Linked DNA regions of Mus musculus: all the other regions are linked to region 4. The links are chromatin contacts, called in public HiChIP or PLAC-seq and promoter capture Hi-C maps. All regions are on one chromosome and are shown on one strand. Each heading gives the region's core, a stretch centred on a gene start, on an enhancer-like site or on the middle of the called end of the contact. The rest is flanking DNA. Distances are from core to core; before and after follow the strand shown.

Region 1 (5,452 bases), core at 213-2,712, 1.8 Mb before region 4:
CCTGTGAGCATAAAGATAAGCAAACATCATATCTAAAAGCAAAATAACCTTAACTGGCCCACACAGGAAACCACATTTCAGTTTGGCATCTGCTCTTAATCAACCAGTTTCAAAGCAGTGAAGATTTGGATCGAGATTGAGAAAGCAAAACATTGCTCACACAGCAGATAAAATTCTTCTCTGGCTCAATCTTCTAATAGATATGATTACCAAGAAAAGCTCCTCATGGAAAAAACTATTACTGGGCAAATTCTCCATTCTTCTTCATTTCTCCTCTGTATCAACAGTATACTGTCAGACATCAAAGGGTGCCTAACCCATGGTTTTTAACTTAGTTCACTTAGGTCACTATTTATAAACATAAGGTTTAGTAGCCTCTGAGGGTGGCTCTGACAAGCTGCAACTAACTCCCAATCATCTCCCTTGAATTTTAGGTGAGAAAATGTGGACATGGATACTTTACTTTCTCCCTTTTAGATTATAATCAAATGAGCTCTTCACAGCTCTTGGACCAAGAAAGACCTGATACAGACATTTTGTATTGACCAAAGCTTGACTATCATTTTGCTGAATACTTACACCCTAGAATGGCTTGCAAGTTGGAAACTATTACTGTATCAAGTTATGTGGGTTTCCTCTCTGCTGCACATTTTATGTGAAATTTGTCAATGTTCAAGCTTTGTGTATCACAGACCATTTAAAGTGAAGAAAGAAGCCCTTCAGATCACAATGTTTACCTTCCCCCAAACTAAGCCATAGGAATAAAATACATGAAGTACATTGCAGAACACCTATGTTGCAGGTTTTTTGTATCTATCTTATATCAAAACATGACATTCTCAGCACTAACTTTCCTTTAAAATGTTTTCAAACAAAGACAACATGTCTTCTGGCTACTGTTCTAAATCACTCTGGTTATGATTTTCCTCCCTGCTCTAAAATGAAACTTCAAGTTTTTGAAGAAAAAACAACATAGAAGATCTCCCCAATTTCATCTCATCTCACCTCAAAAACTTCAAGCATTAGAAACCACCATATACAGTAAGCAATTCAAGTGGCATAATAATGTAAGCTTATGAATACTTAGGCCCAAAGAGATATCAGAAAATAAAACACCAATTAAATCAAAGTATTTCTAGCCCAGTTGCCTAAGGGAAGTGCTGATCTAAATATTTGTAAACACATCACATTTTAAAGTTACTAAAGGGATGTGTGGAGACTCTCAAAATGCTATGTGCCTTATTAGCTGATTTAGAGCTGTTAAAAGTCATAAATCTTACCTTTTGAAGGCAGTGTCCCTCAGTACTTCAGGTAGAATTCACTGATTATCTTTTAGGTGGCCAGCACAGCCTGTAACCCAGAAGTCTATGTCTATTTGTGTAAAAGGAGAAGTGAAGAGAGAAAAAATACAATCATGCTGTGACGACAGGAAACCCAAGCGAGAAGAGTGAGGAAGTGAGACTGAGTGTTCTCTCTTAGGCTCAGATAGTCAACTGTTCCTCAGTGAACTTGCAGAGGCTTCCACTCCCAGCCTATTCTAAGCTGGTTTCTGGAAGCTAAAGAAGGTCTGACACACCAATCTGAGTTCTGGTGAACTTTACAGTAATTTGAGTGATATTTCCTGGCCATAGAACAGTGCTTCTCAATTGAAGCAGCAACTACAAAATACCCGTGGGTCTGTTTCTGTGTATGTGTCCCCACCGTTTGACCACAAACTATACTACTAAACCATACTGACCAAGCCAGCATGGTACTGGAATGAAACCATACTTGTAGATCAATATAGCATAGTAGAGGACACAGAGATAAACTTGTGTAGGATTGAATATCTACTTTTGGACAAAGGTGTATCAAAACATGAACTAGAAAAACAAAAATGCAGCTGGAGAGATCGCTCAGCAGTTAAGAGCACTGACTGCTCTTCCAGAAGTCCTGAGTTTAATTCCCAGCAGCCACATGGTGGCTCACAACCATCTATAAATGGGATCTAATGCCCTCTTCTGGTGTGCCTGAAGACAGCTACAGTATATACATATACATATACATATACATATACATTATACATATACACACACATACACATACACATACACATACACATACACATACACATATACATATACATATACATATACATAATAAGTAAACAAATCTTGTTTAAAAAAAAACTATCTTGGGTATTCTAGGTTTCTGGGCTAATATCCACTTATCAGTGAGTGCATATCAAAGGATTTCTTTTGTGATTGGGTTATCTCACTCAGGGTGATACTCCAGATCCATCCATTTGCCCAAGAATTTCATAAATTCATTGTTTTTAAAAGCTGAGTAGTGCTCCATTGTGTAAATGTACCATATTTTCTGTATCCATTCCTCTGTTTAGGGACATCTGGGTTCTTTTCAGCTTCTGGCTATTATAAATAGGTCTGCTATGAACATAGTGGACCATGTGTCCTTTTTACCAGTTAGAACATCTTCTGGGTATATGCCCAGGAGAGGTATTGCTAGATCTACTGGTAGTACTATGTCCAGTTTTCTGAAGAACCGCCAAACTGATTTCCAGAGTGGTTGTACCAGTTTGCAATCCCACCAGCAATGGAGGAGTGTTCATCTTTCTCCACATCCTCCCCAGCATCTGCTGTCACATGAATTTTTGATCCTAGCCATTCTGACTGGTGTGAGATGGAATCTCAGGGTTCTTTTGATTTGCATTTCTCTGATGATTAAGAATGTTGAATATTTTTTCAAGTGCTTCTCAGCCCTTCCATATTCCTCAGTCAAAAATTCTTTGTTTAGTTCTGTAACCCATTTTTAATGGGGTTATTTGAATTTCTAGAGTTCAGCTTAGTGAGCTCTTTGTATATAATGGATATTAGTCCCATATCAGATTTAGGATTGGTAAAAATTCTTTCCCAATCTGTTGGTGGCCTTTTTGTCTTATTGACAATATCTTTTGCCCTATAGAAGCTTTGCAATTTTATGAGGTCCCATTTGTCGATTCTTGATCTTACAGCACAAGCCATTGCTGTTCTGTTTAGGAATTTTTCCCCCGTGCCCATATCTTCGAGGGTTTTCTGCACTTTCTCCTCTATAAATTTCACAACTTCCAAAACACAAGAAAATCAAGAAGGAAGACCAACGCATGGATAATTCATTCCTCCCTAGAATAAGGAATAAAATATCCATGGAAAGAGTTGCAGAGACAAAGTTTGGAGCTAAGACGAAAGGATGGATCATCCAGAGACTGCCCCACTTGGGGCCCATCCCAGAATCAGCCACCAAACGCAGACACTTCTGCAAAATTTTGCTGAAAGGACCCTGATATAGCTGTCTCCTGTGAGGCTTTGCCAGTGCCTGGCAAATACAGAAATGGATGCTCACAGTCATCTATAGGATGGAACACAGGGCCCCCAACGTAGGAGCTAGAAAAAGTACCCAAAAGCTGAAGGAGTCTGGAACCCTATAGGTGGAACAACAATATGAACTAACCAGTACCCCCAGGGCTCCTGTCTCTAGCTGCATATGTAGCAGAAGATGGCCTAGTTGGCCATCATTGGGAAGAGAGGCCCCTTGATCTAGCAAACTTTATATGCCCCAGTACAGGGAAATGCCAGGGCCAAGAAGTGGGAGTGAGTGGGTAGGGGAGCAGGGCGGGGTGAGGGTATAGGGGACTTTTGGGATAGCTTTTGAAATGTAAATGAAGAAAATATCTAATAAAATTTAACATAAATAAATAAAGAAAAGAAAAACTAAAATGTATTGAATTAAAACTGGCAAAATTAGATAGCTACTAACAGAAGAATTAAATTAAATCTGTATTTTCTTTTACCCTTTACAAAAATAAATTCAAAGTGCACCAAAGACCTTAATTTAAAACCTAGAGCCGGGAGGTGGTGGTGCACGCCTTTAATCTCAGCCTCAGGGAGGCAGCGACAGGTGGATTTCTGAGTTCAAGGCCAGCCTGGTCTACTAAGTGAGTTCCAAAACAGCCAGGGTTATACAGAGAAACCCTGTCTCAAAAAACAAAAAACAAACAAACAAAAAAATTTAAAACCTAGAATGCTAAAACTACTATGGAAAACACTTCAACAGATTGGTATAACCAACCCCTTTTTGGAATAGAATCCCAATAGAACAGGAAATACACCCATGATTTTAAAAAATGGGATTAAAGAAAATTAATCTACACAGCCTCTCAGAAAGTAGACAGAATACAGAAGAGAATACCTTTGCCAGCTGTATCTCAAAGGGGTTTGATATTTAGAAATATAAAGAGTTGCACAAACTAAGCACCAAAAGCAAAACAAAACAAAACAAAACAAAAACCCAAAAAACAAGAAAACCTTCAAAACTGCTTATTGATGAATAGGTCAATGAACTTAACAGACAGTTCTCCAAAGAAGAAAAACAGGTGGACAACAAATATTTTTTTAAATATTGAGCATCCTCAGCCAGCAGAAAGACACAAATTAAAACTACTTTTAATCCTGGTCCTCTGACTTTTACAATTTTTCAATCCCCTTGTTCATGCTTTTTTAAAATTGTTTTATTTCTTTATATTCCAAATGTTGCCACACTTCCTGGTTCCCTCTCTAAGAGTTCTTCACCTCATACCTGCTCCCCTTGCCTCTAAAAGGGTGCTCCTCTATCCACCCACCCAGTGCCCCCTCACCTCTCCACTCCCATTTCATTCCCCACATCCCTCTTCCTTGGGGCATCAAGTCTATACATGATTTGGCACATCCTCCACTGAGTCCTCTGCTACATAAGTTCAGGGGGCCATGGACCAGCCCATGTATGCACTTTGGTCAGTGGATTAGTCTCTGAGAGCTCCCAGGGGTCCTAGTTAGTCGATACTTTTGGTCTTCCTATGGAGTTGCCATCCCCTTCAACTCCATCAATCTTTCCCATAACTATTCCATAGGGGAGTCCCTGACCTCAGTCCAATGGTTGTCTGTAAGTATCTATATCTGTCTCAGTCAGCTGCTAGTACAGTCTCTCAGATGACAGTCATGCTGTGATGACAGGAAACCCAAGCAAGAAGAGTCAGGCTCTTGTCTGCAAGCACAACATGGCATCAGTAATAGTACCACATAAAAGAAATAGTAAGAATCCCAAGTTGGGCAGCTCACTAGATGACCTTTCCTTCAATCTCTGCTCCATTTTTGTCCTTGCATTTCCTTCAGAAAGAAATAATCCCAGGTCAAATTTTTTTAAGGTAGTTTGGTGACTCCATCCCTCCACTGGAAGCCCTGTCTATCTACTAGAGGTGGTCTCTTCGCTGTTGGGCATTTTGGCTAAGGTCATCCCCATTGAGGCCTAGGAGCCTCTCACATCCTAAGTCTCTGGGATTTTTCTAGAGGTTCACCCAGCCTCCCACCCCCAGCAGCTGCATATTTCCATTCATTCTCCTGACATATTTATTTATTTATTTATTTATTTATTTATTTATTCA
Region 2 (5,770 bases), core at 2,474-4,973, 1.7 Mb after region 4:
CCCCACTTGCACAATGTATGGTCCCATTTCACAAGCAAGAATTATGTATGGAACTTTAGTCAAGTATATCAGCATCTCTAGAAACCTTTCTACTTAGTGTTTAAAACAGAGTATCCATCTTCTCTGACACTAAAACCATCCAGGTCCTAACAAATGGCCTTTACTTTCTTTAGTGGTAGACATCTATTTATGAGCAGGGTTCACATTAGCTTGTAATTACAAATACCTATCACAATGACTATTAGAATGCATTTCTAGCAACTGTGCTCATTGGTTTAATAAAATGACAAGATTGGGTATTTTTAGAGGGCTAAATAAATGGTATGAGGAGGGAGGTAGGTGGAACTTTATCATGATGCTCTTTCTAGGGTCTGATAATCCCCTCCTGCAGCCTTAAGGGCTTCATGTTATCAGTCTCAATCCACATAACACATCAGATAGTGCCTGGGTGTCCACACACCTCAGGCTTTCATCCATCCCAGGTGTCTTCCTCCCAAAGGCTGTGGGGCTCCTTTGGATCATCTGGTACCCTGTGGCATACATTGCTCTTCATGTATAGCCATGTTGATACTGCCAGTGCCTGTGGAGAACAAAAAAAAAAGACCAATGAGTATTTGTTCTGGAGCACATTTTGTATGCATCAGATCGCTCTAGGTTTGCCTTTTGCACAAACTCAGCATCATGGTACTGGAAGCTTACTTCTAGGTTACTTTAATCACTTGTATCCCCAGTTCTCTATGGAGTGGTAATATTGTTTTCTCTGGTTTGCATGGGGGTGGGCTGGTTTGCCTTTTCTGGCTGTTTCCTAGGAACACCACTGTGCTTCCTGACTTTAGCTTCTGCTTCAGCTCCCAGAATTTCTAATTCATTTTTGAGAAAATGTAACTAGAATTTTGAAACTTTTTGCTCAGTCAAGAAAATCTAGTCTCCACTCACACCCTCCCAAGTTTTAACTGGATTTCCCTTGTGTCTTTTTTTGAGGGGTTGGAGGGAGGGTGGATATAGTACTTGTATTTACAGAATTATGCAGAAAAGGATTCCAGACATTTAAATACTACAGGAATTGCTATAGAAAGGCTAATCAAAATCACCAGCAATCACTATAGGCGAAAGCTTGATTAAAAACATAGGAGACCCCAAAGGAACTTTTTAAACCTCTAAACCAAGCATTTATAAAAGATGTTAAGTATTCTGATATCAAAATATGCTTGTTTTGTGAAACTGGTGGTTTTATATTTGTATTTTTCCTTCAAAATAGAGCCCCAGCAAATTAGTTTTAATACTTTAGCAATTTAATATACAATGTTTTTAAAAAGCCAAAAACAGAACCAAGGTTACAAAAAGTGAAATTCAATAGTACTTAAGAACAGCAGTTTTCCACACCCGTTAAGTCTTACACAGCTAGAGCTCAAAACCATGTTAATCATCATTTGAGCTGTTCTGAAGCTGAGTTCTGCAGGAGCTTTGACACCAAGACAAGTAGCAGCATTATAGTAAACTCACAGACCACACACAAAACGTCTAAAGACCTCAGCTATAAAAAGTGAGAATGCCGTTTTATTTGCCACAGAAAGGAGGGAAAGGAAATATGTGAAGTAAATGTGACAATCTGACTCACACATCATTGTAAGGGAGCTCCCCAAATGCACACTGTTCACAGTTGTCTGAACTAAGAAGAACTGAAGACAGGAACTTTTATTAGATTAGAGTGCTCGCGTTCCTTTCATACAGAATTAGACCTGTGCTTAAATAAAGCCAGCACAAGAGGTAAAGGGTCCGCCCTTGGGCTAGGTTCAGCAACCTTCCCTATCAGACTGCTTTACAAGAGTCACAAAAATATTTATATTATAAAACATAGGTTTTCTCGGCTCAGTCTTGAAAGTCAAAATAAAAATATTAACACCCCATCACTATTTCACTTTCAGACCTTTTCTCCTGTCACTCTCAGAATTGCCTAGGCAGGCTGTAAAATTAAGCCATTTTACTAAGGTTCATCAAATTTAGCACTCCGTGAATTAAGCGTAAGGAGAGCAGGGTTATTTAAAATACTTCTCCTGTGCCCCACTTCCTTACTAACAATATGAACGTTAGAATATAAGGAAGCACAGGTAGGCACTCAAGACTTGAGAGAATTCCAGCTGAAAGAAACAGCTTTAAAAATCATTCTGCAAGTTTCTGAAATGTAATCAGACCATGTTGCCTTTCTCCCAGTTTCATACTGATAGGGATGGGGAGGTGTCAGATTAGCTCGTGGACCAATTATAAAAAGATCACATTTATTGCCCCCCCCCCAACCCCGGCAGTTAAACAAAAGAAACAGAAATACAAGAGTTTCTTTATACTACATGCTTTCCAGGTTTAAAAGCCCGTTAGTAAGCACACTGCATCAGTCCTTGGTCAGGGATGCTCACTTTTAAAATAAACACTGCCAGAAGAATGTCCTCAAATGAAGACTGGAGCGGTGAGGTAAAAGAGACAGCTATGTCCCCAACTTGCATAGGCGATCTCCCTTTCTCTTCGGACCTTCCGAAGAAGGTGGAGGGGGAGAAAAGGCAACGCTCAGTCCTCCATGGCAAAGTCTTTGGTCTTTTCCTCATGGTCTCCCACTTTGTAGCGCAGAAGTATGCGCAGACGCCGGGGGTTGTCCGGGGAGGGCAGCAGGGTGATCTCTCCGGAAATGTCCGTATCTTGTTCCACCGGCACCGGCTCGTTCAAGTAGAGGAGCGCCTGCTTCCAGTGGGTGGCCGGGTGAAAAGGCGAGGTGGACAGCACCAGAGGTTTCTCCGAGTCCCCTCCGGGAAAGGTCACTTGAAACCAGACGGCGAAACCATGTAGAGGCGCGGAACCATAGCAGCTGCAGCGGAAGCGCCCGCCCACACCAGCCTCCAGCTCCTGCTCCAGGCCGGCTCGGGCCAGCTCGAGCTGGGCAAAGCGCTGCGGCCGGGCCAGCACGTCCTCTCCGGACAGATCCTGCACCACGATCTCCGAATGGCCCATGAGGCAGCGCGTGGCGAAGCTCTCCATGCAGCTCATATCCACGCCATAGTGCTGCTTCACCTGGCTCCAGAAACCCAGACGCCACTCGAGCATCTGGTCGCTAATCGGGGCCACGAAGAGCTCCGCGGAAGCTGGCAGGAGGAGACCGCCCTCCTTCAGCCATTTGGTCCGCGCGTGGAGCACGGAGCTCAGCATGGACTCGTGCAGAAGTCCGTAGCCCATCCACTCGCTGACGATGGCGTCCACTCGCTCCGGCAGCTCCACGGTCTCCACCGGGCCCGGCAGGACGTGCACGCGGTCCTCCAACCCGTTGAGCCGCACCACCTCCCGGGCCTGTTGCCAGATGGCGCTGGCCTCCACCGCGTACACGCGCCGTGCCCCGGCCTGGGCACAGAAGATGCTGAGAATGCCGGTGCCCGCGCCCACGTCCAGCACCGTCTTGCCTCGCAGCGCGGCCCAGTTCTTCAGGATGCCTAAGCGGTAGGCTTCGGTGCGGACCTGGTCGGCGATCATCTCCTCGTGGACCGAGACGTCGGAGTAGCACTCGTAGTACAGCTGGTCCCGCTCGCTCTTGGTCCTCCGGGGTCGTGGCGGGGCCGCCTCCTGCTCCCCGCCATTTTCCTCCTCGGCTCCCTCCCCTCCGGCGCCGGCGCCTCCGCTGTCCCCCGACTCAAGCTTTCTTTTCTTGCTCAGCGACATCTTGGCCCCGGCAGCCGACCCCCAGCATTCGTTGCGCGGTGCGGTGCGCAGGCTCAGAGTCCCCGGGGCCTGCTGGGATTCGTAGTCCGCTTCCTGCATCCCGCTTCCTGAGGGCAGAGGCTCAACCAGAGTCAATCTTGGCACACCGTTATTTTCCTCTAACGCCATGACAAGTTGTTCTCTAAGACCACACTATTTTCCCGAGATCCTTTCAGTTTTTGCCCTTTCCTTTTACCCCTTGTCAGGGTTCTCTAGAGTCACAGAACGTATGGGTAGCCTCTGTAGAGTAAGAGAATTTGTTGATGACTTACAATCTGTAGTCCCCAAAGATGGTCAGCAGCAGCTGTGAATGAAAATCCAAGGATCTAGCAGCTGCTCAGTCCCACACGGCGTCCTGGCAGAAAAAGTGAGTTTTCCTTCTTCCAGTGACCTTATGTAGGCCTCCCGCAGGTGTGTCCCAGAATAAAGGTGTGTATCACCACTTCCGGATCTGGGACTTCCTTTTCCCAGGCTGACCTTGAGCTTTTGTCTCAAGTTTCCTGGGATTAAAGGCATGTACTACCTTGCCTGAGGCTAAACTTTTCATGGCCATATGCCTCAAGATCTTCCTGCCAAGGCCGGGCGTGGTGGCTCACGCCTTTAAACCCAACACTTGGGAGGCAGAGGCAGGCGAATTTCTGAGTTCGAGGCCAGCCTGGTCTACAGAGTGAGTTCTAATACAGCCAAGGCTACACAGAGAAACCCTGCCTCAAAGAAAAAATAAACAAACAAAAAAACCTCCACTCGGTTCAAGTCAGAAACCTGTGTCTTTCAGCCTCAAGATCACAGGTGAGTGAGCCTTCCAATTCTGGACTGTAGTTCACTCCAGATATAGTCTAGTTGATGATAGCCAGGAATAGTCACTACACTCATTTTTACACATTCTTGATGTAGGCACACCACTTACAGCTACAAGTCTATGTTTCCCTCACAGGACCTCCCCCGCCCCCCACTACTGAATTATGTGGCACAGTTCTTGTCCCTTCTCTGACAGTTGTAACTCACCAAACTCTCTGTTCTAACCAGAGTTAGGATACAAAGAATATGTATGACGCAAAGTGAAAACCAAATAATACAAGATCTTGATTCTGAGTCCAAAGTGATCCCTGAGGTACGTTAAGCTCCAGGGCAAATACTGAAGAAGTGCTGTGGCCATGAAATGTATCAGCCACCACTGTGTCTCTGGAGAATAGTTTACTTGGTCTTGAGTCCTGTTCTGAAACTTCTGTAGTTCAAACTAAAGAACAATTAACATCAAGGGTATGATATTCTCAAACCCATTTCCAGTGTCTTTGGTGACCAGCTTATATATACACATACATACACTTAAATCTATGTATCTGTGTAAAAACACTTGCTTGGAGAAATGGTGAAACTCATCTCTTTTGACTTCTTTTCCAATGCAATTCACTTTTAAAAAAAATTCTGCTATATCTCCTTTTAAAGCCAGAATTGATACCCACAGGCTCAGTTATTTTATTTTTTCTGTTAGTCAAAAAGAAGCTTGGTTAACAATAAATTAATCTCTTCATTGGCCATAACATAAAAACAATAATTTAAAGAATGTGTACTGGTATCTGGAACAGGAGCAATGGACAGCACTGGCTGCTCTTCCAGAAGACCCAGGTTAGATTAGAATATCCACATGAATGCTCTCAGTTGGCTTTAACCGCAGTCCCAGGGGACCTGTTGCCTTCCTTTGGCCTCCAAGAGTATCAAGTATGTATGTGATGTCCAAACATAGAGACAAAAAAAATAAAATTAATAAATGTAAAGATGTTAAACTACTTTCTTATTAAGAATAATATTTTTCAAGCTTAAAAACTGATCACACAAAAGAAAATGGGCTTTTAGCGTGTGTGTGTGTGTTAAAAATACTTAACTACATTAAACTTCTAGGCAACAGAATTTCTTCCCCTTTTCTCTCTATCAGTGTCGCTAATGAAATTGGTTTATTAATGTGAAATCCTCAGCTGTACTTGTAATCTCAAGGCTCCCAGTCCTGGCTCATTAGAACCCTCCATGGAGCTTTATT
Region 3 (6,020 bases), core at 1,251-3,750, 1.3 Mb before region 4:
CTCTGCTACGCAGCTCTAACGCTATCTTTTAAGGGTATCTCTAGAGTGCTGTTCTAAAATCTGAATAGCCCACATTGTGTTACCTGATAACTCAGGTAATTTCTCCAAAGCCCAAATTACACCCCATAAACTGGAATCCCAAGAAAGTTAGAATTCTAGAGCCAGGAGCTGGGGAGATGTCTTAGTCAGCATTCTTACCTTGCAAGCATGAAGACATGGGCTTGGTTTCCAGATCCCATGGATAACTGCCTGGGGCATGGTGGCACACATGTAATCCCAACATTGAAAAGGCTGAGATGGGTTGGGACAGGGAGATCCCTGGGGAAGCTGGCCAGTCAGGCTAGCCTAATCAAGCCCCAAACTATCGATAGACCCTGTCTCAAACAAAAGAGTTTAATGGCACCTGAGGAACAAGACAAGGCTGACCTCTGACCCCCAACTGCACATGCACATACGTGCATGAATATCTGCAAACACACTGAATCCAAGTATACACATGCATCAAGACACACATGAACATACATACAAACACACAATTCTGGAAGCATAGCCAAATATGGGGCTCATATTAGAGCATTAGAAGGCTGAGGCAGGAGAATCACATGTTAGAGATAACCCTGCACTGTAAAGTTAAAAAGTAATAATAATTCTGCGAGCTTCATTTTAACAATATGGTGAATGGTGAGCGGGTGGCTAAGCCTTGGCCTCTTCTATTATGGGCACCAGATCAAAAAACAGACTGAGTAAATGCCAGAGATCAGATTGCTAGAGGAAGCTAAGTGCAAGGCACGCTACACAGGAAGGGGTAGAGATGAGCCATGGACACACCCTTGTTTTCATAAACCCTTCTTCATGTAAATAATATATATACATATATATATTTTTCTTGAAAATGACCATAACTTTTGACCAAACAATTCTATTTCTAGTAATTAACCATGAAGAAAAAATTTAAATGCACAATATTGGGCTAAAGAATATTCAACCAGCACAGAACCTGGTACCACCAGGACAGAGGGTAGGGAGGGGACACAAGAGCAACTTAATTGGTCACTAATGAACAGTAAGTTCACTTTAGGTGTAGCTATGATAACAAAGTTGGTGTGTTTTGCAACTATTACAAACAAAGTAAATAAAAACTTACTGTCCTGAAAAGGTATTTATAATAAATTCTGTGAAGAATCCCTGCTACATAATTCAGAATTGTATATATAGTATGTATATTGATTTTGCTTTTAAAAAACATTTCTCTACAGAGTGAGTTCCAGGACAGCCAGGGCTACACAGAGAAACCCTGTCTCGAAAAACAAAAAAAAAAAAAAAACAAAAAACAAAAAACAAAAAAAATTCAAATAATACATTTGCAAAGATAGCCATATGGAAAAGATAGTCTCCAAAATATCCTTATCAAACTATCATCTCTTCACAGTAGGACTATGAGTGGTTAGTTTATTCTAAAGTTTTTAAACCCAGGCATGTTGGTGTAATCCCAGCACTTGGGAAGTAAAAGCAGAGAGATCAATACTTCAAGGCCAGCCTCGGACACACTGCAAATTTGAGGGCAATGAGGGGTATATGAGATACTGTCTCTAAAACAGAAAAGGGAATAAAAATTTTAAAGCTCAGTTATTTTAAAGTAATAATACACGGTCTTCACTAACACCTAAAACTTAAACCTAATTTCTTCCCCCTAAAACTTCCCATGACCTAGCTATTAGAAGTATCAATGCAAATTAAATATGGCACATGGCAGTAAATCACAGGACAAAGGTGGGAGAATTCGAGGCCAACCTACGAGAACAAAGAAGGTACCAATGTTAAGATTCTGACACTTTCCCAGCACGCAGTTTGGGGTTTCAACGTGTGCCATCTCTTCCTTTAGTCCCGTGTGTGCACCCCTCCCCATCGGCCCTGTGTGATAGGTTACTTCTCCTCCGATGTTGGTGAAATGAATCAATTTAAACCAGAGTAGATGATGTTAAAGGCAGGTTTATTGGGAAGCTGCCAGCCGGTGGGTGAGTTCACTGGCCCCAAGGACCAAGGCCAGCGAAGTTTCCTGGGAAAGGAAGGAAGAAAGAGAGAAGGGGGAATGTGTGCAGAGAGAGAAAAGGAGAAGGAGACCAAAATGTCTGGATTCTATAGAAAGGAGCCCTATAGAAAGGGAAGGGCAGCCCAGCCCCTGGGCTGGAAAGTTCAGGGTTGGGGGCAAGGTATGCCAGGTGGGAACTGAGGGATGCAGAACCTGGAGGCCAGTTCTGCTTTGATAGGTAAAGTATACACCTCAGCCTCTTGACCTAGGGTCAGAAACTGAGCACTGTCTTCTTAGCGATTGGCCTATTGCATAGATGAGACCATGCCAGACCTGCTGGTTACTTTAAAATTTAAACCAGGTCTACGTCTGGTTAGGACTGGAAATTGCTTGAACCAAATCCAAAGGTTAAAAATCACTAAGTCCAAGTGCTAGGTCAGGAAAAGGCCCTGAGGCCCGACTACAGATTGCTTTGAAGGCCCAGCACCCCCAATCGAAAGCCAGCCATCACTGGTCCTGTGGTAGTAGCTATGCCTTTTCGTAAAGAGCGCGGACGCGGCGCCGCGCTGAATTTCGTCCCTCTGGAGACGCCGTCCAGGCGCCCGCCTCGGTCAAGTCACGTGATCGAGGTTTGCGGTGAAGGAGGAAGTGTTTTGCTGCGGGGTCCTGGCCTGGGGCGGACAGCCTGCGGGATGGAGGCGACTTTGGAGCAGCATTTGGAGGACACGTGAGTAGTGCGTGCGGCCGGTCCTGGGCTCCGGACAGGGGAGCTGGAATGGGACAGCGGCATGGACCGCGAGTGTCTGCGGAAGCGTTTGGGGCACTCGGGGCGGCGAGCGGGTGACTTCTGCCTACGGCCGGGCCGCTCGTTACTGGGTAGTAAAGTTTCGTTAGGCGTGTTCGCAGAATCGAGTAGCTCTTGAGAAGTTTGGGAAACGGATTAAGTTTGGGGAAGGATGCCCCGGGTGTGCTAAATCGAGCCCCCGCAGTGCCAAAGCACTTTCACGCACATCTTCCCGCGTTTGTGGCCCGTCAGTTGCTCAGCGCTTGTGAAGTAAATATATCCGTAAAGTTTTTCAGCTATCTCTGTAAAATTTAAAATTGGGAGGTGTAAAGTGGCTTACAAGAAGACACCTCCTCCTTGAGCTTCTTAATCCCCTCCAGGAGCAATTCCCGTTACTGAGATTTAACAGTTGTCTTCAGGAGTTGCAGTCCTAGAGCATGCTTCTATACCAAGGACAGAGCCCTAAAGATAACTGCCTTGTTTGTGTCTTTGTGAAGCAGAGGTGCCTGAGAAAATGGTTTGGGTTTTGTTTTGTTTATTTAAACAACTCACAGTTTGTCCTCTGAAAGGGGGCGAAAAAATTTAAGGGCTGATTTGAAGTGCTTAATACTCGGTGCATAGAAAATCTGTTTTACTACAGTAATTTGAAATATTTTCTTCACATCATCTGGTTCATCTTTCTTGTGCTCCCAAAATTAGAATGAAGAATCCATCCATTGTTGGAGTCCTATGCACAGATTCACAAGGACTTAATCTGGGCTGTAAGTGTCTCCTACCAGCCTCCCTTTGAAGTTCTGAGAGCCTTAACTTACACTGCTACTATTTTCTAGCTTTTATTCCTGTTACCTTTAGGGCATAGAGACTATCTCCAAGTAAGAGTAGATGGTTGAAGCCTTTCAGTTGCATTTTAAAGGCAGAAATGTTCCTCCCAGTTCTACAACTGTTCCTACTAAAATGGTTTTGAATAAATTTTAAGTGGTCTAGAAAAGGGCTTTAGATAAGGACATCTTTACTGAATGCATTCCCTGTGCAGGCACAGTCAGGCTACACTATTTCCTTAATTGCCTCAATAACCCTGAAAATGGATGATGCTGGCTGCTAGTCCAGCCACTCTCAACAGTAAGTTATTGTCAGTAAAAATAGGGATTTCCTAGTTAGACACGTCTGACTTCAACCCCATTCTCCGATGCTGTCTGCTAGCAACATGAGTGCCGAACAGAAGGAGCCTCTTGGGGCTTCAGTTTCTTCATTGGGTTATTTTATTTCATACATACATTATGTGTGTGTTGTCTTAAGACATTTTTTTTTAAAAACTTATTCTACGTGGCCCTGGCTGTCCTGGAACAAACTTTGTAGACCATGCTGGCCTGTAACTCACAGAGATCTGCCTGCCTCTATCCCTTGAATGCTGGGAACAAAGGTGTGCATCACCATGCCCAGCCAGGCACTATTCTTAGTGTTTTCATTATAAAACGTACATAACCCCCCTTCCTGCCCCCCCCCCCCCACCAAAGCCCTTTATGGTCAAGAAATTTAGCAAGCTTAAAAGTACCTTGCCCAGGGTCAAACACCTAATGAATGGTTGAGATAGGATGTTTTTAAAGCTGGCTCCAAAGCTTAAAACACCCAGTACAGAACCAAGATGTGTTTGTGTGGTGTTCAATAAATTGTAGCAATTACAGATAAGGAACTAAGTCCAGAAAGGTAAATAGCTAAAGTTAATTAATGTCAGAAACTAGTAAACCCAAGAATCCTTATAACTGATGCAGGTTTTTTAGAGCTCTGATCTTTTGCTGGTATGATACCTGACAAAAGTAATATAGTTATGTCTTATACAAAAAGCAGCCATTTGGAACAAAGGTAAATTTTTTTGAAGCATTTGCCAAGTTACTAATGAAAACTCTTTAAATGCAAATGTGGAGGAAAAAAAAAAACTAAGTAAAACCTTCAAGGTGCGAAGTTGCTATTTCCAATAGATTTCCGGGCTGCACTTTGGCCTACGGATTTTTTATGTAGTAATAGTCAATCCAGAATTTCTGCCAGGTTATATTGTCTACTACCTTAGTTTTAGGTGTAAGTAAACCCCTTTATTTCAGGGATCTATAATAAGCTTGGTGGTTACCTTTTGTGCCTAGAGCCTGATTTAGTTAATACAAGTCAAAGTAATAGTAAAGACTCGGGGGACATTTGAAAGGAGCCCAGCTAGCTTCTGCTAGCAGAAATAGTTGCTCACAGGTCTTCACATATGCTGGCAAGGTGATCTTACAACTGGACTTCTGAGTAATGGCTGCTTCTTTGAGATTGAGCATAGGAAGAGAAACTCAGATTTCCCATAAGGAATTAATTAGCATCAACAAGCCCCTTATCCATACTGAATGCTTTTTGTCACTCTCGCCTTTGAATTTCTTGGTTTCAGCAAGGTTCCTATAAAATAGTTACTACCATCAGATGACTTGAATTACAGCTTCCTTATATGCTTGAGAAGGTGTTTAGAGATAGTGAGGGGAATAACTCTGAAAACTACATGTCGTTTACGACTTTGCTGATTTAAGAACAATTGCCAGGCTTTCTCACTAATGGACTCAGCTGAGTACCAGGTGAGAGAGATCCTTTCTTGTCAGTACTTAACCTAAAGGCAAAAAGGCCGTGAGCGGAGTTTCTTTTTCACAAATAATTCTGGAGGAGATACTAAACTATAGGTTTATATTAATTTTTAGACACTTCTCACTATTCTCTAGGCCGTGGTACCCTGTCGGATGAGCACGCTGGAGTCATATCTGTTCTAGCCCAGCAGGCAGCTAGGCTAACCTCTGACCCCACCGACATCCCTGTGGTATGTTTAGAATCAGATAATGGGTGAGTACATACCAGCACACCCCTTTCTTTTTGTTCTGAAAAACTTGATTGGGCTTTCCCCTGCATTCAGTGGTAGTTCATTAGTCAATGCACCACAGAGCCATTGGACATCCAGGCCTCATGAGAACAGAACTTCATTAAAATAAGAACTATCAGTTTGCCACTCCAATAAAGGAAAAACAGTAAAAACACAAAAAATGATTAGCTGCATAGAATTCCCTAAAGTAAGGTCTTAAAGATATTCCTAGATAAAGATCTTTATTCAGATGCTAAGTGATAAAAGGAAGAAAACAAAACTGTGGGGCTGGAGAAATGCCAGTGCTTAAGAGCCACAGTCCCGAGGATGAGAGC
Region 4 (5,982 bases), core at 2,570-5,069:
GCTGCTGAGGGCTGATTAACGTAGAGATCTAAAGGTTGGCTTTCTGGAATCCCCTGAAGCAAAAATGTTCGTGACCATGAGGTTTCCCCACATATGGCAGGCAGAGGCTTCAGTGTCATCTTGGAGACACTAATGATTTTAGCTCAACTCTCCTACACTGGGTCCAGGTTTCCGACAAGTTCTTCATCTTTATCCCTTGGTTGGCAGTTGATGAGTTGGAGGGTTTGGAATTCATTTGATAAACAGGACGTAAAAGGCCATTACAATGCAGGCAATTGCAACAGCAGCATGCAGCCGGGTTCCAATCACAGCAGCTAGAGGACAAACAGAAAGAGACGTCATACCAGGCTCTTCACAAAAGCCTTGCTGCTTCCAAACCACGTTCTGAATTTCTAAAGAGAACCACAGGTTTCGAGAGTCTGGAAATGTTCTTAAAGAACACCCTTATGCTCTAGGCTCTACATGGATTGCTTACCCCGGCCCCTTTTCCCTTTTTGAGATAGAACCACACTGTGTAGCCCTGGCTGGCTTCCAATTTGTACCTAGAACAAGAATGTCCTTGAACTAAGAGATCTGCCTGTCTGTCTGCCTCTGTCTCCCAGGGCTGGGATTAAAGGTGTGTGCTCTCATGCCTGTCCTCCCTAACCCTTTTAGAGACAAAGGCTCACTATGCAATAGAATTCTAGGGATGTGTCACCATGCCAGTCCTTATTTTACCCTATTTAAAAAATATTTATATAGAATTCCTGATGAAGGTGCCCAAAATATAAGGTAAGGATCCAATGTGTTCTCTTAAAAACAAAAATAAGTGGAAAACTATTCTTCCTGCTAAGAGGAGTTTCAGGCCAGGCTAAAATGATCTAACTTGTAAAATATCTCCACCTCACCCCATGAGACCAAATATTGGCCAAGAACAAGCTCACTTCTTGGCTTCCCAAGTAGCTGGAACTACAAGCATGTGCCACACCTGGCATTGTTATGTGTCCATTATTTAATCCTAGAACACCAAAATTACCTAGAAAGTAAAACAAACAAGTATGCCTTAAGTAACGGCTAATTTAAAATTTACCTCTTCCCTCAACTTTATCTTATTAGCAGACCCTAAGCAAAGCACTTACCACATGATTGTGAGGACCTGAGTCAAAATCCCAGAAATCACGTAAAATATGGCTATTGTAATACAAACCTGTGCTCTCAGTACTTGTAGGCTAAGTAGGCAGGACAAGTTCCAGAAGCTCACAGCTCAGCTAGCCAAGTGTACACAGCAGCAACCACACAATTACAACACACCACAAACACACTCATATAGTAAACATGAGTCCAAATATCACCCTGGTCCTACGCCTTCTATTCTAGAACCACAAAAATCTTTAGCCAAGATTTTCAGATCTGCATCTGTTGGTAAAGCATATGTTCAGGCGGATCATAAACGTTAGTGGAAATTCCGAAAGTTAAATCTCATACGGCTACACTGTTGCTATACTCCGTTGCTGAGAAGTAGCTACGTATGTTCTCTCTCTGCATGCAGATAAGGCCTTACCTTTGTAGAATACACCCCACACTCCCTTCTTCTCCGACAGCAGCCAGGTTTTGAGACGAGGTACTTTCTTGAAGTAGGCACAGGTGCAAACAAAGAGCAAACCAAACACCAGGATCCCATCCAAGGAGTACACTGTCACAAAGAGAAGGAGAGAGAGTCTTTGATGCTGCTGTGCCTGAGGAGGTGATGCTGCCCAGACTGCAGTGCTGAGGCCACCTCAACGGCAGGGCCAACGGTAAACAGGAAGGGTCCATGATCTTGGCACTGTTTCCCCAACCTGCTTGTAAAAAGCCCCTTTATCACTCCACTCCCCCGCCCTCACTACAAACTAGAAGACACACGTGTATTTGTGTGGCACTCTTGGAAGTAACTGAGGCTAGTACTCGGCTAGTCCTCGGAGTCTGAGCATACAGATTTACATATGTTCTTGATATAAATCACTCATCTGATGCAGGAAAGCTCAGTCTTTAGCCAAGATTTTCAGATCTGCATCTGTTGGTAAAGCATATGTTACGGCGGACCATAAACGTTAGTGGAAATTCCAAGAGTTAAACCTCATATGGCTACACTTTTGCTATACTCCGTTGCTATTTCAAGTACAGTACAGTTAACAAATCATATTCTTGCCAGGACAAAAGATGGGCACAAAATGGAAGACAGGAAGCACTGGTGTCCATGAGGCAGAACGATGCACCCCTGGAACACTGGTGTTAGCTAAGTGCAGCCCAAGTTACAAAGGGGAAAGGGAGCCCATATCCTGCTTCTGCTCCACACAGCGTCCTGCTGTGTAGGCAGGGCTGGCCTTAAACTTGTGGTCTGCCTGCCTCCTCCTACTCAACGCTCGGCTTAGAGGCATGCCAAATACAACCTGCAAAGCCCACTCTCAAAACAACAAAACAAAAATGTATCTGATGCTTAGGTGACACAGAAAGCTCTTAGTTCTGCTTCTTACATGTGATACCCAGGTAAGCAAAATGAATTACATAAAGGCAGATTTTATTCAGTAATCAACTGTGCCAGAATATTTTATTTCCTAGTTTACACTATGTCTTCCTCCGTTCCTTCTTTAACTTTGTGTACTATGGTAAGACTGACTACCCAGAAAGCTTCAAATGGATATTATATACAATCAGGGTCTTTGTCGGTTCCCGCCAGTTCTGGACTATACTGACTTCTTCCAGTGAAACTATTTCACAGCTAGTTCCAGTATATCAGTCAGCTCACAGACAGTTTCTATGGATGCCTTTATGTCTTGCTCTTTTACTCCTATAAGTTAAGAGACAATGCCAAAATTCACAAGGAAATGACATTTCAGTCTTCAGTGTCACGTCTATGGAAGTCTATGAGAAATACTTTCCCGAGCCTCTCCAATCATAGTACCTAGAAAAGGCTTTCTTATTTCCGTTCCTGTAAGACTGACTATAAAGGTCTTAATTCATGCTCTAGAACCTGAAAATCATGACTATAAAATTGTTTGAAGCAATCTGGAAAAATTACAAGTGCTCCATCACTAATAAAAGGCGGCTTCTAAATCCACCCTTTGCGGTATTAGCCAGAAGCTCCAGATGGAGCCACCCAACTAGGACTTTAGTCAAACGAATGAAGGCTTTTTTTGGTGTCTTTTAAATTAACAAAATAAACAAACAAACAAAAAACTTTGGGGGTTGTCTACAATCACCTCCCCCGCAAACGGTGGGATTTGATACCATTACTAAGTCCTTTCAACCAGCTTACTGTCAGAAAGTATGAGACCTTAGGGAACTGGATAACAGCTTCTCTCCCCTGGGGACTAACAACATAATTCTATAGTGAACGACCTCCCCAGCGGCCAGAACCAACTTCTAGGAAAGAAAAGAGAGTAAAGGGTGATAACGAAAAGTCAGGTGTGGCACTAGGGTACCTTGATGGGCTTGAGAAAAGAGAAACTGCAAGGAGCATCCCAGACAGGAGTTAGGGGCTCCCCAAGGTCCAGGGGGGCCGGGCTGGGAGGGGGCGGGGGGAACGGCCACGTCAGTCTAGCCCCGCCCGCCACGTTTGGTCCCAGTCCTCTACCGCCACCCTCCGCTCGGGCCCCCAGCTCTCACCGTTCGTCATGGCGGTAGTGCCCGGCTGGGGTGAGGGGTCCGGGTTCAGCTGTGGCGGCTGCAAATGCGGGGGAACCCGGCTCCCACTTGACACTTCCCGATCCGGGCCGTGGTGACGGGGAACGAGCCGTAGTACGCAAGCGCGAGAGCCGAGCGAGAGAAACGCCGAACTCAATCAGGCATAATTAGCTGATCGTCGAGCCAAAGCCTCGCCCTGCCTGCGTAGCGTCTGCGTCCCTACGTAGTGGGAGGAGAGCGTGTTGGGCGAGGCTTCCTTTGTGGTCATGGCAACCGGAAGTCCGCCTGCTTGCTCCTGTCTAATTAGACCGACTGGACCCAGACAGTGTGTTTGAAAAATAAAGGCTGTAGGGATTGCTCTGTGACACATGTTCAGTGTGCCAGAACATGTCGTTCCCCGTTGTATCTACTTGAGAACAAAACTTAGGGTTCCAGTGATTCATGACCAAGAAACAAAAGAAAGCCATCCCGTTTCCTCCAACTTATTTAGGTGACAACTGGTAGTGAAATCAGGTACAGTTCCAAGAGAAAACACTTGGGAACCAGGCTATAATGCGAAGCAATTGCACGTAAGGTGGCGCACGTGTGTATACTACAGCAGGGTCACTGTATCTTACCATACCAAGCTGAAAACGTCACCACTGTCAGGATAGTTGGACCGTTCTTGGGGACACGGCTTGTTTGTTTTGTTTTGTTTTGTTTGTTTGTTTTGCTTCTATGCTCTGCAGCAGTAATATGTGCTGTAATATCTGAAACCCGACGAGAGTTTGAGTGCTGAGGGGGATACCACAGTAGTTGCTCGGACTCCTGGGACAGCCCTTGTTAGGTGGCTTCTTGCGGAAATCTAGCCAAGCTGCCTCTGACTTTCGTAAACGGAATAAGAAACTATAACAAAAGCCACATGCTTCCGATCCTAAAGCTTTCGGTTGTCAGAAGCATTCAGACAGCTTCCTGTTTGTTAGAATGACTTTCTTTTCCTTAAATTACCAGGATAGTTTCCTTTATCTGCAGAGTTTAAGTCATGCTGGCCTCACCTCTTCAGAAATGTACCCTGGCTTCTCTGAAGATGTTTTGACTAGATGATGACAGTCTAATGGTGGGCTGGCGTGCAGGGAACAAAGCTTTAGGTTCTGCTTTGTAAACTGGGACCTTCAATTATAGACAGCTGGGTCTGCTTTTCTAGAGTCTGACTGAAAGTGCTGCACTCAGAAACCTAAGAATTCTGTCCATTCCTGCTACAGTGCCATCTGCTGGCTGTGAACCGCCTGGTTACCTAGAACAAAACTGTCAGAAGACTTGGAATGGACAGTCAAGAGGAGGAAACCACTAGTAGAGTAGCCACAGTGTTTGATGTAGGAAAGAGTACTTGAGCCGGGCAGTGATGGCACACGCCTTTAATCCCAGCACTTGGGAGGCAGAGGCAGGCGGATTTCTGAGTTCGAGGCCAGCCTGGTCTACAGAGTGAGTTCCAGGACAGCTAGGGCTATACAGAGAAACCCTGTCTTGAAAAACCAGAAGAAGAAAAAAAAGAGTCATTGAAAAAAATATACTCAAATTAAGAAATTACAGCATCAAAAACCAAAAGATATATAGAAAAACCCTAACATAATCACTAATATAATCACTTGGATTACATATGTGTGTATACACACAGGACATTCCACAAAGCAAGACAGGACTGCAGAGATGGCTTAGTGGTTGACAGCATTTGCTTCTCTTGTTAAGACCTTCGTTAGGTTTCCAGCATCCAAGTGATGGCTCACAACGATATGTTCCTCTGGTTCCAGGAGATCCTGTTGTAGAAATAATAATAAAAATTGTTCCTCACACTTAGAGATGAAGGCAAAGATCTGTACTAAAGTGCCTGGCTGACTGTGGTTAATGCCTAAATTAGAGTCAGCCTTGACAGGATTGTACTAACTGGTAGCTTCAGTATGCTTGGCCCAGGGAGTGGCACTATTAGGAGGTGTGGCCTTGTTGGAGGAAGTGTGTTACTGTAGGGTGGGCTTTTAGACCCTTTCTCCTGGCTGTAGTCAGATCAAGATACAGAGCCCTCAGCTCCTCCAGAGCCATGCCTGCCTGGACAACTGCCATGCTTCCAACCATGATGATAGTGGACTGAACCTCTGAACCTCTAAGCCAGCACCTTTGTAAGAGTTGCCTTGGCCGTGGTGTCTCTTCACAGCAATGGAAACTCTAAGACACTAACTCATATACACATTGGCTTATACACTTCACAAGCATGCATTTCACAAACACTGTCATCTTGGGTCCCAGTCCCAAAGTACACTTCAATCAATTCTGTCTAATGGCAGATATGATCTAATGTGTGCTGGTCAT

The links. Promoter capture Hi-C pulls out the DNA fragments that hold promoters and counts their contacts. HiChIP or PLAC-seq counts read pairs in DNA pulled down with a chosen protein or histone mark.
Region 1: a promoter capture Hi-C map of pre-B cells shows a contact between it and region 4, with 2.6 times the contacts expected there. The contact joins the promoter of Cd53 here to the promoter of Tmem167b in region 4.
Region 2: a promoter capture Hi-C map of pre-B cells shows a contact between it and region 4, with 4 times the contacts expected there. The contact joins the promoter of Prmt6 here to the promoter of Tmem167b in region 4. A contact is called at or near these places in 3 of 39 promoter capture datasets (embryonic stem cells, liver and pre-B cells).
Region 3: an H3K27ac HiChIP or PLAC-seq map of microglia shows a contact between it and region 4, with 11 times the contacts expected there. The contact joins the promoter of Lamtor5 here to the promoter of Tmem167b in region 4. A contact is called at or near these places in 3 of 39 promoter capture datasets (liver and pre-B cells) and 1 of 115 datasets of contacts at active chromatin or transcription factors (microglia).

Annotation. Positions count from the first base shown.
Region 1 is chr3:106,788,687-106,794,138 of GRCm38.p6, forward strand. It overlaps Cd53 (CD53 antigen), which reads right to left and starts at 1,463. Exons shown (of 8, transcript NM_007651.3): 1 at 1,281-1,463.
Region 2 is chr3:110,247,276-110,253,045 of GRCm38.p6, forward strand. It overlaps Prmt6 (protein arginine N-methyltransferase 6), which reads right to left and starts at 3,724. Exons shown (of 1, transcript NM_178891.5): 1 at 1,250-3,724. The coding sequence starts at 3,696. The coding sequence ends at 2,560.
Region 3 is chr3:107,276,358-107,282,377 of GRCm38.p6, forward strand. Lamtor5 (late endosomal/lysosomal adaptor, MAPK and MTOR activator 5) reads left to right here and starts at 2,501. Exons shown (of 4, transcript NM_026774.2): 1 at 2,501-2,756; 2 at 3,513-3,574; 3 at 5,552-5,669. The coding sequence starts at 2,560.
Region 4 is chr3:108,558,647-108,564,628 of GRCm38.p6, forward strand. It overlaps Tmem167b (transmembrane protein 167B), which reads right to left and starts at 3,820. Exons shown (of 3, transcript NM_026198.2): 1 at 3,625-3,820; 2 at 1,541-1,672; 3 at 1-314. The coding sequence starts at 3,634. The coding sequence ends at 232.